Regions from separate parts of the Mus musculus genome. Here regions 2 and 3 are each linked to region 1. A link is a contact called in public HiChIP or PLAC-seq and promoter capture Hi-C data. All regions are on one chromosome and are shown on one strand. Each heading gives the region's core, a stretch centred on a gene start, on an enhancer-like site or on the middle of the called end of the contact. The rest is flanking DNA. Distances are from core to core; before and after follow the strand shown.

Region 1 (4,319 bases), core at 1,236-3,735:
GTCTCCAAAACCCATAGAAAGGTGAATGGTTAGAACTGACTCCACAAAATTGTACTCTGATTTCCACATGCACAGCATAGCATCTGTGGTCCCACCAATAATTAAATAAAAAAAAATTTTAAGAAACTTTATTAAGTCAGATGTGGTGGTACATGAAATCCTAGTATCCTGGAGGTTGAGGTCAAAAGATCATGAGTTTGAGGATAGACTGGCCTATAAAGCAAGGCTCTGCTAATAATAATAATAATAATAATAATAATATAGAGCTGGCATAATGGCTCAGCTGGTAAAGGCACTTTCCCCCAATCCTAATGATCTCAATTTAGGATCCTCATAGTAAAAGAACTGACTGTTTCAAAATTGTCCTCTGACCTCTAAAAGAGTCCTAATACGTGCATGTTACAAATACTACATATTGATAGACAATAAAAACTATGATCACTCAGCTGTCACCTGGGCTAATAAGCCACACAAAGTAAAAGAATGAGAAACTGAATCTCACATGAATTTCAAGTGCAGACTAAAATGTCATAAGCCTCAGGCACTCCTACTGCCACATAAAAATAAAAACTCCCATGTAGGCTAAAGAAGCATATACCTGCTCCACTATCGGGGAGACTTCTAGATGCAAGACCATCATCTGCAAACTTTCAAAAACAAAAGGGTGGACTAAGGCTGATACAGGATAATCTGAAGAGAAATATAAAGGGAGGGACAGCAAAGAGAAACTGGAGGGCAAGAGGACCAACAGAATAGCAATAGAACATTAATTACCCTTTGAGTAACGGCAAGGAACAGCTGGAACTCAGTTTTTTTTTTTTTTTTTTTTTTTTTGGCCAACCAGGACCCAGGCATTTGGGGGTGCAAAGACTGCGCCTGACCTGGCCGGGGATGGGGGTGGGGTTGGGGGGGATCTTACTGAGGATAAGACCCGGGCCTGCAGCCTGCTATGTATTATTTAATTCTAGTTAGGAAAATTAAGCAGGGAAGATGAAAATTTTGTGGAGCCTTTGAAGTGTGGAGGAGGATTTGCTAAGGGAGGAAAAGGCAGTTTGTGCTAGTTATTTTGGGGGCAAAAAAAAAAAAAAAATCAACACATTTTTATAGCTGTTCATTTGGAACTCAAATCAAAGGAGGTGTCTTAGATTCTTCACCACCGTGTCAACGCTTTCTCGTTTTATCTTAAAGCCTGAAAATGCTCAAGACCAGCTTTGGAGCAGAGCCAGAAAGTCCCAAAAAGAGGTGATACTGGCTAAATCTGCTCTGTCACCTCCACAAGTCCAGCCAGCCCAGCCAGCCTAGTCCTGACAGCTAGAAAAGAAATGCTAATTATACCTTGGGGGGCTGGGGGGGGGACACCCTGGGGGAGGGGAGTGGGGTTGACGCAGGAGAGGCTTACTGTGTTCTACCAGGGAGCCACAGGGGAGAGCCTCTCAGCTTAAGCCATGAGGCTCCAAGTCTACCTGTGACATGCAGGAGAGCTCTGCAGGGGGAAAAAACGGCTTCGAGAAAAAGAAGGGAGAAAGCACTGGATAGGGAAGCAGCGAGGTACAAAGGTGAACCGATCTTAATAAAACCTTTAGCAAGATCCCTGGCACAAAGCGAGTATTTGGGAGGGAGCCAGTTCACGTTAACATCGCGATTGTTATCACAACAGCATTTCCACCGTACTGACCAGAAGATAATTCTATTCGTAGCCCACTTTTACGACCTTTAAAAGCAACTCTAGATAAATGACAAGTGTATTCCCCACCGCCCCAAATTTAAAGATACAAGGTCAAACCCCACCAGCTCTGGCTGTGAAAGCCCCACCGCCTCTGAGTTAAGAGAGCTGGCCGTGTCACTTGTCAGTTGCATGACCTTGGACGCGACATTTCACCTCTCCGTGCCTCAGTTTCTTTGGCTACAAAGTGGGCTTTAGACAAACCGTGGTCCTGTGGTCCCAGGAGAGAAGAGTGCCTCTGTGGCTTTGGGAAGAAACCCACAGAAGGCGAGTCCAGGCCCCTGTCAAAACTCTCTGGGCTGTGAGGGGCAACGGGGTAGGTGGATGCTCAGCTCTAGGAGCTCCGTGCTCCGCCGTGAGAGGCGGAGAACGGGTGACAGCCTCAGGGGGTTCCAGCGACGGAGGGTGCAGACCTCTGTAGCGACGCCGGACCCCAACAGGTCACACGCTGCCCTCCGCCGACTAGGTACCGGCAGGGGCGCGGGAGGCCGGGCTGAACGCGATAGGCTCGGGGGGCTCAGAGAAGGCCGACCGCGAGGACCCGGGGCTGGTCGCGTGGCCATCGGTCCGCAGCGCACAGAGGAGCGACACCCGGGCGGGCGTACCGCGCGGCGCGCCCTCCGCCCGCTGTGGTAGAGGCGCTCACTCACCTGAAGCGCTAGCGCGGGGCCGTCAATCTACAGCAGCAGCGGCAGCAGCAGCAGCAGCAGCAGCAGCAGCAGCAAGGAGGGGGGGCGCTGCGCAGCGCAGGCGCGCTGAGGATGCCGGGGGTTTACGCATGCGCAACGCGCCTGCTTACGCTAGGAACTACAGACAAAATGGTGGTCAGGCCTACAGAGTCTCTAGCAGCGCCATCTTGGCTGTAGTTTTTCTTCTTGCGGTGTCCCGGAGGCTGTTGCTCAGAACTGCCAGGAGGGGATGTGAAATGTTTTCTCTGCACACCTACCTCTCCCTCATGGTTGAATTATTAGTAAGCTCTTATGGGCCATGACATACTTGTTTTAACAAGGTTTAAAGCTACACTCAAGATCATCTGGCACTCCTGAGCCTCAGGGATTCGATTTCCAGGAATCAAATTCCTAGTCCTCTTCCATCTTTTACAAATGGCAGCCATATTATTTCCTTCTTGAGTAGAACAAGAGAGTTGGTTACTTCACACAAAACAAACAAAAAACGACTGAACATATTATTGACTCAACAATTAAAGATTTTCATTGTTAATTGTGCATATACGAGCATCTGTGCAGGGCAGTGATGTTCATATAAATGTAGCAGATTCCTACTAAAGACAGCTGCAGAATGTTGAAATGGGAGATTACAGACATGAATTCCAGTCCTCTCTACGAACAGTGCACATCTAAACACTAAGTCATCTCTCCAGACTAGAATCAAAACGTTGCCTGCATGTGCTGGCAACTTTTATGTCAATTTGAAATAAAGTAATTTGGGAAGAGAATCTCAGTTGAGAAAAGGCCCCTAGTAAATTGGACTGTGTAGTGTATTTTCTTAGTAATGACTGATAATGGGAGCACCCAGCCTACTATGGGTAGGTGGCCCTGGAGGGGATAACAAAGCAAGCTGAACAAGCCATGAGAGAAGCTGGGAAACAGCACTCCTCTATGGCACAAGGGTCACCATACCTTTGGGAGCTGACTCTTTCACAGGGCTTACATATCAGATATTTATATTTGATTCATAACACTAGCAAATTAGTTATAAAGGAACAACAGATAATTGTGTGTCTGGGGCTCACCTCAACATGAGCAACTTATGTTATTAAAGGGTTGTAGCATTAGGTAGGTTGGCCTATTATCAGTTTCTGCCATCTTCCTTCAGTGAACTGTCTACCTAGAAGGGTAAAATTAAACAAACCCAGGCCAGGCCCAAGCCAATCTGAATGAAGGCAAAACTAGTATTGAAGGCATTTTATTACATGATTTATATTTTTTTTTTTTTAAGATTTATTTATTACATGTAAGTACACTGTAGCTGTCTTCAGACACACCAGAAGAGGGCGTCAGATCTCGTTACAGATGGTTGTGAGCCACCATGTGGTTGCTGGGATTTGAACTCTGGACCTTCGGAAGAGCAGTCGGGTGCTCTTACCCACTGAGCCATCTCACCAGCCCCCACATGATTTATATTTAACTGTTAACAAAGCACTGAACTGCAAGTTTACCCTCAGTACATATTACTGGCTAAATTAGGAAACATTGCCAATGTTCTATAAATGACACAAAAAACAAAGCCTCTCTCATAAAGCTGTGAATAAGCATAAACCATGCTTGGAGCTCAGTACCACTGAGACAGGCCAACACAAACCACTGGCCTAGCAGCTGCTGTGTAGCCCAGAGCCTGCAACTCCTGACTCTAGCTTCTACTTCTTTAGTGCTGAGGTCCAAGTTTTCATGCTTTGTTTTTTAAACGTTCTAGTCATTTTTAAGTTGAAGACATCAAACACATTTTCCATCTTCAAGTTTGAACACTTATAAACAAATGTGATCGGATGTAAGAAAATGGAGGAAGGCACAGTCACCTTTGAGGATGACTGAGCAAAGTGAGATGAAGACATGTTCCAAAGTCTATCTGCTCTTGA
Region 2 (4,319 bases), core at 1,132-3,631, 100 kb before region 1:
ACTTCCTTCCTGGCTTGAATGTTCTCGGTGGCAAACTCCCCCTGGAACTCTTCCTTTTCACCTTTCCGTTGTGTTCACTCATGGTTTCTTTTTGTTTGTTTTGGTTTTTATGAGACTATGAACTGGGGACTATGTCCCCTAGGTTGTCCCCAAACTCTTGGGCTCACGTGATCCTCTCACTTCCTAGTCCTGTGACTGTCAGCAGGCTCAGTTAGAGTGTTTGTGCAGTCTGCCATTACCCTCTAGTCCCATGCCCCATCCTCAGCATTCAGGTAGGCCACCGAAGGCCTCAGCCCACACCAACAGAGTGAACCAAACTGAGCAGCGCGCTCTGCAGTGTCTGGTTCTCAGGCTAAGCAGATTCTACTTAGAAAAAGCTGCTTTTCCAACACTGTGGAAAAGTTGAGCGGTCTGGGTTCTCTTATCCTTTTCAGATAGTCTCATTACTTTCAGCAGGACAAGATGTAATTTCACCTGCTTGGTTCCATTCAGCTGGCCAGGCACTGCCAAGGGTTCACGGTTGGCAGGAGCAGCTCACAGACTAGCATGAAGACACAGTGGGTGTCTTCCTTACCCTAGGGACACACGTTGCCTGGATGAGGGTGTTGCTCATTAATGCCATGGGATGACATCCAAGTCCTGGAATTGTCCCCACGGAGTAGAGACAGGGCCTTGTAGGGATGACAATTCGTCTGTGCTAACCCCCAACCCAACCTGTCTTGCAGCGCTGTGTCACCATCTGGAGAAACCCAACCTGTCTTACAGCGCTGTGTCACCATCTGGAGAAACAGCTTTTGTCTTTGCTGCCTCTGTGCTGAGCTCAGTATCCACAGCACAGATCAGGAACACCAGGCAGGCTGGTGCCCCAGGACTGGCTCTGGACAGCCCCTTCCTCTCAGACTTTGGGGACAGGGCAGCTTTGGTGAGGATGGTGGTTCTGCTGCCTCCTGGAGGCTGGCATTTGCTCACAGCCAGGGCAACTCTTCCATCTGAGCTGCCCCAAGGATGAGGTTCAGGCTAAGTGCATGGCTTTATGCCTGCCATGGGTAGCATGGGGGACTAACTCAGAGCAGCTGTGTGACCTCAGACACAGCATGCAGCTTGGGGTGTCTCCTGTGATGAGGGCTCCTAACGCTGACTCGGGCTCACTCTGCAGGGTCAGAGGGAGGATTGGAGGTGATCAACTTTCTTGCTCTCCTGCAGCAAGACCACAACCTTTAGGACCCTTGAACCACAGGGGACCTGATCTTTGCTGGACCCCTCCGGGACTCTGCAACATTCTCTTCCTGGTCTGGCCAAGGCATGGTAACTACTGGGGAAGATGTGGCCCAGGCAGTGGCCATTAGGCCGAGGACGAACATGTGCTGGCCACATTTGCACAAGAGATCAGATCACTTGGCCTACATCTGAGCAACTTCCTCTGTGATTAGGCGCTGTCTGTGGTGTCCCGGTGAGAGGATGGGCAGAGTGCTGGGGAAAGGCAGCAGAAACTGCACAGCACCCAGGCCGCCCTGCTTCTCTCTAACCCCCTTTTCACTGCAATGACCTCGTGTGGAGGATGAGCTGCCTGCTGCTCAGGCAGAGGTGAGAAAGTGTAGGGCTGGGAGGGCCTTCTTGTCTCCTGTGATTTTGTGGGCTTGATTTTGCATCTGGGAACTGAGCGCAGAGGATCAGTCATCTGTTTCCTCAGCTTTGCGCCTTTTCAGGCTGAGACCTGCACCCTGTGAGAGCAACTGAGATGCTGCAGGTGACAGTAATCTAGAGCCCGTTCCTTCCCTGCAAGATTCTTGGTCCAGGAGAGGAAAGTAGGCAGCGCCGAAGAGACCTCGGAGGCGTGAGATCTTAGGAAAAGTTTCCTGGAGGTAGTCAGACTCTCTGGAGGCGAGCCTACTGTGTCTCTGTGGATCCTAGAGACCTCCTTGTGCAGCTAGCCACCAGCCGTCCTCCTGGAGTGCGACTACAAAGCTCACTCCCACTCTGAGAGGACTACTCTTTTCCACCTGACCCAAGTCCACCAGAAAACAAAACAAGCATACTTACAGGTTTGCCATCAGACGTTTGATGAGGGTAGTCAGCCAATGTGCACACTGACCCGACAGGTCAGGCCTTTGCAGGTCCTAAGGTAGTCGGCATCTCAGGCCCCAGCAGCCTGGAGGATCGGTCACCAGAAAGGAGTCAGAGTAGGCTGAGGTACTGTGATCAAGCTTCTTTGTCAGCAGACAATCTCCACGAAACTAGTACAGCAGTCCTTTGCTTCTCAGAGAAACCAGATTGGGCCCTCCCACCCAGCACAGCAGGGACAAAGAGCGTGGCCTAGGGACCTGAGCCCGTGTAGACAGACCCAGGTGCTACTGCTCCTCAGAGCTCTAGCTCCCAGCTGCAGGCTCTGTGGTTCTCACAGCCCCACATTCTCCCCGCCTCTATTTCCTCTGACGCATCACATCGTAGCCCATGGAGGAACCACCTTGCCCCTTTCCTGTTTCTAGGGAGCAGCTGCTCCCTCCACCCCCACACCCCCTCCCCATGCCTCAGGCTGGAGGTCCTTCTTGGCTTTTTGGCTCCATCTGGTCCAAGAAATAAAGGTATGGGGAGAGATCAGTGAGACCTGGCCACAAGAATCACCGGAGCAGCCTTTGCAACTCTGAGTTCAAATATTCAGAAGGCACTACGCATAGGAATCACTTGGGATCTTCAATTATAGACTCTGAAGTGGGGCTCATTTCTGGTCCAGTGTGATAGCTGGGTGGATAAAGATGCTTCCCACCGAGCCTGATGACCCAGTGCGATCCTCGGGACCCAGTGGTGGAAGGAGAGAACTGACTTCTGAAAGTTGCCTTCGGGCCTCTCCTTGAGCATATCAGTGAATATCAGAGAATGATGGGAGCGGGGCGGGGGGGGGGGGGGGGGGATTCCTAACAAGCTTATGGGTAATGCCCATGTTGTTGGTGTAGAAACTGTATTTCGAAAATTCAGATTTGGGACTGATATGTAGTTTAGTAGTAGGTGTCTGCTTATTATGTCCTAGACCCTGGGTTCAATCCCAAGCACCTGAAAGATCAATGAGATTGGTCTTCAAAATATGGTAACCACAGTATCAGCTAGGAGATACTTAGGTATGCAGGCTTGTCTCAGACCCAGTGTGTCAAAACATGCCCTGGTCGTGCGCCAAGGACCAGCTTTGGCTTGGAGAGGGATTCCTGAGAGAAGGGGTGTCTGGGGGTAGCAAAAAGGAAGACTCAGGGTCAAATGGTGAGTTACAAGCTGACGGCCTATGTTCTGCTTGAGACAGCTTTCCAGATAATAAGCGTTCTCTCTCTCTCTCGCTCTCGCTCTCTCTCTCTCTCTCTCTTCTGCCCAAGACAGCTTTCTCTTGCTATTCTAAGAACTCTCTGGATAGTTCATCTCTTCCAGATCAAAAGTGCAGTCTCTTATTTACACATCAATTCAATCAGGTTCCCATGAATCCGCATCCCAGGACCCAGCCCCTTGATTGTTAGAAAGACAGCAAGCAGGACTGGAGAGATGGCTCAGGGGGTAAGAGCACTCACTGACTGCTCTTCCAGAGGTCCTGAGTTTAATTTCCATAGTGGCTCACAACCATCTGTAATGGGAGATCTAATGCCCTCTTCTGGTGTGTCTGAAGATAGCCACAGTTCTCTCTCTCTCTCTCTCTCTCTCTCTCTCTCTCAGCATAGTAATATTTCTATGTATATTCCTGTGTATATGTCCGTGGGGGTATGCATACAACATATGACAAGTGAGAGCCATACTGTCGCCTTTTCTGGAACTGAGGGAATGGAGAACCACTCTCCATCAGACCAGGAACACTTCCTGCAGATGCGTGGGTGTCTGGTAAGTGGAATCAGATGCTACAGTGACAGCACTTTCTCTCTGCAGGGCATCAGATCTCATTACAGATAGTGTGAGCCACCATGTGGTTGCTGGGAATTGAACTCAGGACCCCTGGAAGAGTAGTCAGTATTCCTAACCACTGAGCCATCTCTCCAGCCCCCTCTTAGAGTTCTTGAGTTCCATCTGACTGACTGCTGGTCACAGGCTGGCTGAAATAAATTTTTTTCAGTTCCGATGTTACTGGGGGCCGAGTGGGTTCGTGATCAGGTAGGCCAGGTTATTTATGCTGGCAGATGGTACTGTAACAAAGACCCAAGATGTCAGGAGGAGGAGCCTGGTGGAGCTCAGATACTCTTCAAGGTTCAGCAAAGATGTTCCCTTTCCCAGCCCCCCTAAGATGGTGCCCAGGGTGACATAAGGTCCCCCCACTCTGCACTCTCTGCTGCAGCTGAGTGACTGTATGTAAG
Region 3 (4,319 bases), core at 1,090-3,589, 87 kb before region 1:
ACTCAGGACCTCTGGAAGAGCAGTCGGTGCTCTTAACCACTGAGCCATCTCTCCAGCCCCATTTATGCTTTTTATATATAAGATCAGGTGGGTCTAGGCTGACATGGAACCTACTATGTAGCTGAGGCTGCTCTCAAACTCCTGATACTCCTGCCTCCTCCTCCCAAGATTATAGGCCTGCAGGAACAGCCTGGCTATAATTCATGTTTAAAACCAATTATCTAAGTCTAGGTAAACTTAACCAAGGACATACTTGTTTGCCAAATCTTGTTGGCCACTTAAATTGGCCAAAAAGTGCTTTAAAAATATTGGTTTAATTAATTTATTATGTGACGGGGGTTTGCATGTGTGTTAGTGGCCCATACACCTGAGGTGCACAAGGAAGCTGGAAAGGTGCATTAGAGCCCCTGGAACTGGGGGCATAGCTGTGAGCTGCCACGTGGGTGCTGGGAGCTGAGCCTGGGCAGCAAGTTATGTTGTCTTCCCTACTTAAGTGGGATGTGACTGACTCTGGGCGTCCTCCTGGCTCTGAGAAGAGGAAGCACAGGAGCTTCACTGATGACTTCAAAGAAGATCTTCATTCAGGAGGGGAAACTGTAATCTAAATGCCCCCCGCTGAGCAGTGAAGAGAGGGATCCAGCACTCTTAGGCACACTCCCTATCTGTCCACTAGGTGAGGCAGTCTCTCCTAGCTTGATTTCTACCCCAGTTCTGCCAGCTTTTCAGTCTAAGGTATCTGCAGCTCTCTCTCTCTCTCTCTCTCTCTCTCTCTCTCTCTCTCTCTCTCTCTCTCTCTCTCTCCTTTATTATTATTTTTAAGCTTATCTGCTTCAGATCTATGTACTAATCTAGTGATTGATGACCACTCCAATGGTAGTGTCCCAGATCCATCCAGAATGGAGCATGAATAAGAAAAAGTCTGGATGGGACCCTAGGACTCACTCATTCCTGGAGGAAATGCCACGCTGGGAATGAAACCTGCTAGGCACCAGGAGAAGGCTACCCCCAGTCCCAGTGACAGGCACATGGGTGAGTCCACATTTGCACACATGATGGGTTCTCTTGCTTCTCTCCAGGTCCTGATGCCTCTGTGGCACCATGGACACGGTCTGAGGATTTCTCTTTCCCCTGTTTTGATCAAAACTAAAAGACAAACTAATTTCTCCATATGAGGACCCATATGCCACACACACACAAAGTTGTTTTTTTTGGATGTGGGCAAATGTTCAGGTCCAGAGCCAAACATTTTGGCCAGGAGCCCCGGTGACAAGTAGGTGATGGAGCCCCGGTGACAAGTAGGTGACGTCTTCAGCTGGAAACCAACCTGTGGGAAGGAGGCTTAGTTAGAAAGACAGAAGGAAGACCCTAATGTTGACCTCTAGCCTTCACACATATGTGCACACATGTACATAGGTACCACATGCATGCAAACACATACATTCATAACACACACACATGCATACATGAACAGAGAGAGAGAGAGAGGGAGGATATGGTCTAGGGTTTGGAGTTTGGAGTTGAGCTGGGCTTCAAATGTCAACTCCAGGGAGAAAGAGGGGTAGAAATTATATGAATACATGTGTGCTCATGTATGAAAGTCTCAAAGAACTAAAGCTAAAATGAAAAAAAAAACAATTTTCAACTCAATTTACAATATGGATAACATTAAATTTGGTCCTCGGTTTCCCTACTGTATTGGGCTATCAAACCTGGGAAAAATAACTAAGTTTGGATATCTGAAGCAATAGTTTTTGTTTGTTTTGTTCTTTTGAGACAAAAGGTCTCAAAGACAGGGTCTCTATGTAGCCCTGGCTATCCTGGAACTCAATTTGTAGGCCAGGCTCTGCATCCTGGAACTCACAGATATCCACCTGCCTCTGCTTTCCAAGTGCTAGGATTAAAGTTGTATGCCACCACACCCAGTAATTCTTTTAATTTTATTGAAAGTTCTTATTTGGGGGGCTGGAGAGATGGCTCAGCAGTTAAGACCACTGGCTGCTTTTCCACAGGACCCTGGTTTGATTCCTAGCATCCACATGGCAGCTTACAACTGTCTGTAACTCCAGATGCAGGTGGTCTGGCATGCTTACACAGACACACATGCGGGCAAACTGTCAATGCACGTAAAAGTAAATACATCTTTAAAGACATAAGAAAATTCTTCTTTCCTATGTGAATGTTTCTGCCCACATGTCTGTCTATGCACCAGATGCCTGCAGTGCAAGCAGAAGCCAGAAGGGGGTGAAAATCCTCTAGGAATGGAGATTACAAACAGGATATGGGACTAGGCATTGAACTGGGACCTCGGGAAGGAACAGTCAGTGCTCTTAACTGTTAAACCATCACTCCAGCAGCGGAAAGCAGCTTTCAAACTACTTAGCACGCACATCATCAGTAGGTGGTGACAGCCTGCTCCATCCGACCTTCCATTCTCCTTTAGGCATATTTAGAATTAAGGATGCAGACTGTGGAGAGCTTTTGGTACCACTTATAGAAATTTGGCAAGTACTTGTCACTGGGCTCAAGGAAGTAGGCTCAGACAAGCATATTCACATTTGGGCTACTGCAAGGCTCAAGGGGAACACAGCCAAGGAAGGTGTGACTTCCCTTTTGTCTTGGTAATCCTGATAAGCCCCCAGACCCAGAGACTTGGGGACTTTGTTTATTGCTTTGTTTGATTGCTACCAGGTGTGATCTCTTTGTTCCTTGCCTTGTTTAATCACATTGTCTGGGATCTAAGAACTGACCCTGTTCTTTGCTAGAACCTGGAGTGGTATAAATGCTGGCTGGGAAAAATGGAAGGAGCTTCAGCCTCAGAACTGGCTGGAGTTGGGTTGTAATGTTTGACTAATGTCTTTTTCTTTTCAATCCTCACTCCTGCCCTTGAGACCCTGTGGACTGACTGAGCTGGCTTGGCCAGCAGACTAACTGAGCAGCCTCCGCGCCTCCCTGTAACTGCCCCTCACAGCTCAGTGTCTACATCACTCACTTTCCCTTAGAAATCAGGACTGGAGGCAAATCCCCCACCAACAGCTGTCCATCCCAGGACAGCAGCCGTCCTGCTGGACACCAGTGTCCCTCAGCCCCTGGCTGGATGAGGTCATCTCTAAGCTCCTTTCCCAATAGCAGCACCTCACTGCTCTTGGCTTGTCTCCTCTGAAATGTTGATTCCTGTGAAGCCCTTCCTGAACCTCCTGGTGGCTCTAAAGCTGTCTGCTGAGGCACTGGTGTTGTCAAACATACCCAGATGGCATTCTGCTCACGGGGGACAGGTGGGGAGTGGCTGTTTTCTGTCTCTCTCTGAGTGCCAAGATCAGTGAGGCTGAGAGAAGCCCCTCCCAGAGGACTGGCCTTTGCAGGCCCACGTGCCCTTCTGACTGCAAGGACCATGTTCTTTCTCTGCAGGATCCGTGCATTGCAATGAGCCTCTTTCTTTCCTGAAGCACAGGAAGGCTTTTTGTACAAGAACAGGAGCTTACCTGGCCAAAGTGATGAGCCAGAATTATGTCCACAATGTTGGTGGTAAAACCTGAGAGCTGCCGGGCATGGTGGTGCATGCCTTTAATCCCAGCACTTGGGAGGCAGAGGCAGGCAGATTTCTGAGTTTGAGGCCAGCCTGGTCTACAAAGTGAGTTCCAGGACAGCCAGGGCTATACAGAGAAACCCTGTCTCAAAAAACCAAAACAAACAAACAAACAAACAAAAAACAAAAAACAAACAAACAAACAAAAAAACCCCGAGAGCTAAAAGAAAAAACGGTGTAAATAGAGTTAACATGTGAGAGCATTTCACAGGCTGTCCACTAAAGGAAGGTGTACTATACACATAGTATCTTTGAAAAACATAAAAACACAAATCAGTATCATTTCAAAGAAATGTTTATACACACACACACACACACACACACACACATAAATGGAAATACTGAGTATTCCTTCCATGGTATGAGCTGATTTTGTTTTGAAACAGGGCTGGAAGGAATAGTGGCCACACTCCTTTGAAATGTGCAGTCTGAGACTGTGGCCTCTGCTGCCTCCTCCCTGTCCCTAGCTCTGCATTTACACTGGGTTGATGGTGGGTAGAGATCAACTTACCACCCTGCCCAAGACATCCAAGACACAAAAAATAAGGTTCCTTCCAGTTTTAGCCATCTTTATTTCAGGGAGTGGGAGGAAAAGCTATATTTACAGAATGTTCTCACATTTTGAACATTTCTCTCCCAATTCTTCCCATTTCAAAACGATGCATCTCATAGTCTAATAAACACGGCAATCTGTGTAAATCTGGAGACAGTCTATTTTCAGAAACAAATTTCAGCT

What was found. Promoter capture Hi-C pulls out the DNA fragments that hold promoters and counts their contacts. HiChIP or PLAC-seq counts read pairs in DNA pulled down with a chosen protein or histone mark.
Region 2: a promoter capture Hi-C map of the HPC-7 cell line shows a contact between it and region 1, with 6 times the contacts expected there. The contact joins the promoter of Sla2 here to the promoter of Ndrg3 in region 1. A contact is called at or near these places in 30 of 39 promoter capture datasets (the 3T3-L1 cell line, the C10 cell line, the HPC-7 cell line and 19 more), 9 of 15 datasets of contacts at CTCF or cohesin (CD8 T cells, the NIH/3T3 cell line, embryonic stem cells and 5 more), 172 of 484 Hi-C or Micro-C datasets (the 63-12 cell line, B cells, the Ba/F3 cell line and 85 more), 59 of 115 datasets of contacts at active chromatin or transcription factors (the 230-238 cell line, CD4 T cells, CD4 single positive thymocytes and 39 more) and 5 of 9 other capture datasets (adipose tissue, embryonic stem cells, liver and 2 more).
Region 3: an H3K27ac HiChIP or PLAC-seq map of epiblast stem cells shows a contact between it and region 1, with 2.8 times the contacts expected there. The contact joins the enhancer-like site here to the promoter of Ndrg3 in region 1. A contact is called at or near these places in 4 of 39 promoter capture datasets (the 3T3-L1 cell line, embryonic stem cells, macrophages and 1 more), 5 of 15 datasets of contacts at CTCF or cohesin (the G1E-ER4 cell line, the NIH/3T3 cell line, embryonic stem cells and 2 more), 70 of 484 Hi-C or Micro-C datasets (the C2C12 cell line, the C3H10T1/2 cell line, CD4 T cells and 42 more), 30 of 115 datasets of contacts at active chromatin or transcription factors (the 230-238 cell line, the HPC-7 cell line, the NIH/3T3 cell line and 17 more) and 4 of 9 other capture datasets (adipose tissue, liver, macrophages and 1 more).

What each region holds. Positions count from the first base shown.
Region 1 is chr2:156,989,626-156,993,944 of GRCm38.p6, forward strand. It overlaps Ndrg3 (N-myc downstream regulated gene 3), which reads right to left and starts at 2,486. Exons shown (of 16, transcript NM_013865.2): 1 at 2,374-2,486.
Region 2 is chr2:156,884,840-156,889,158 of GRCm38.p6, forward strand. It overlaps Sla2 (Src-like-adaptor 2), which reads right to left and starts at 2,382. Exons shown (of 8, transcript NM_001356495.1): 1 at 2,041-2,382.
Region 3 is chr2:156,902,917-156,907,235 of GRCm38.p6, forward strand. No RefSeq gene overlaps it. Among named protein-coding and RNA genes, the nearest start is that of Sla2, 18 kb to the left of the region's middle. Within about 2 kb of position 2,340, at least 19 of the 459 cell types and tissues checked have an H3K27ac peak or open chromatin away from gene starts, as enhancers often do. A contact at or near this core is called in cerebellar granule neurons, cerebellum, epiblast stem cells and 1 more, where this site is marked.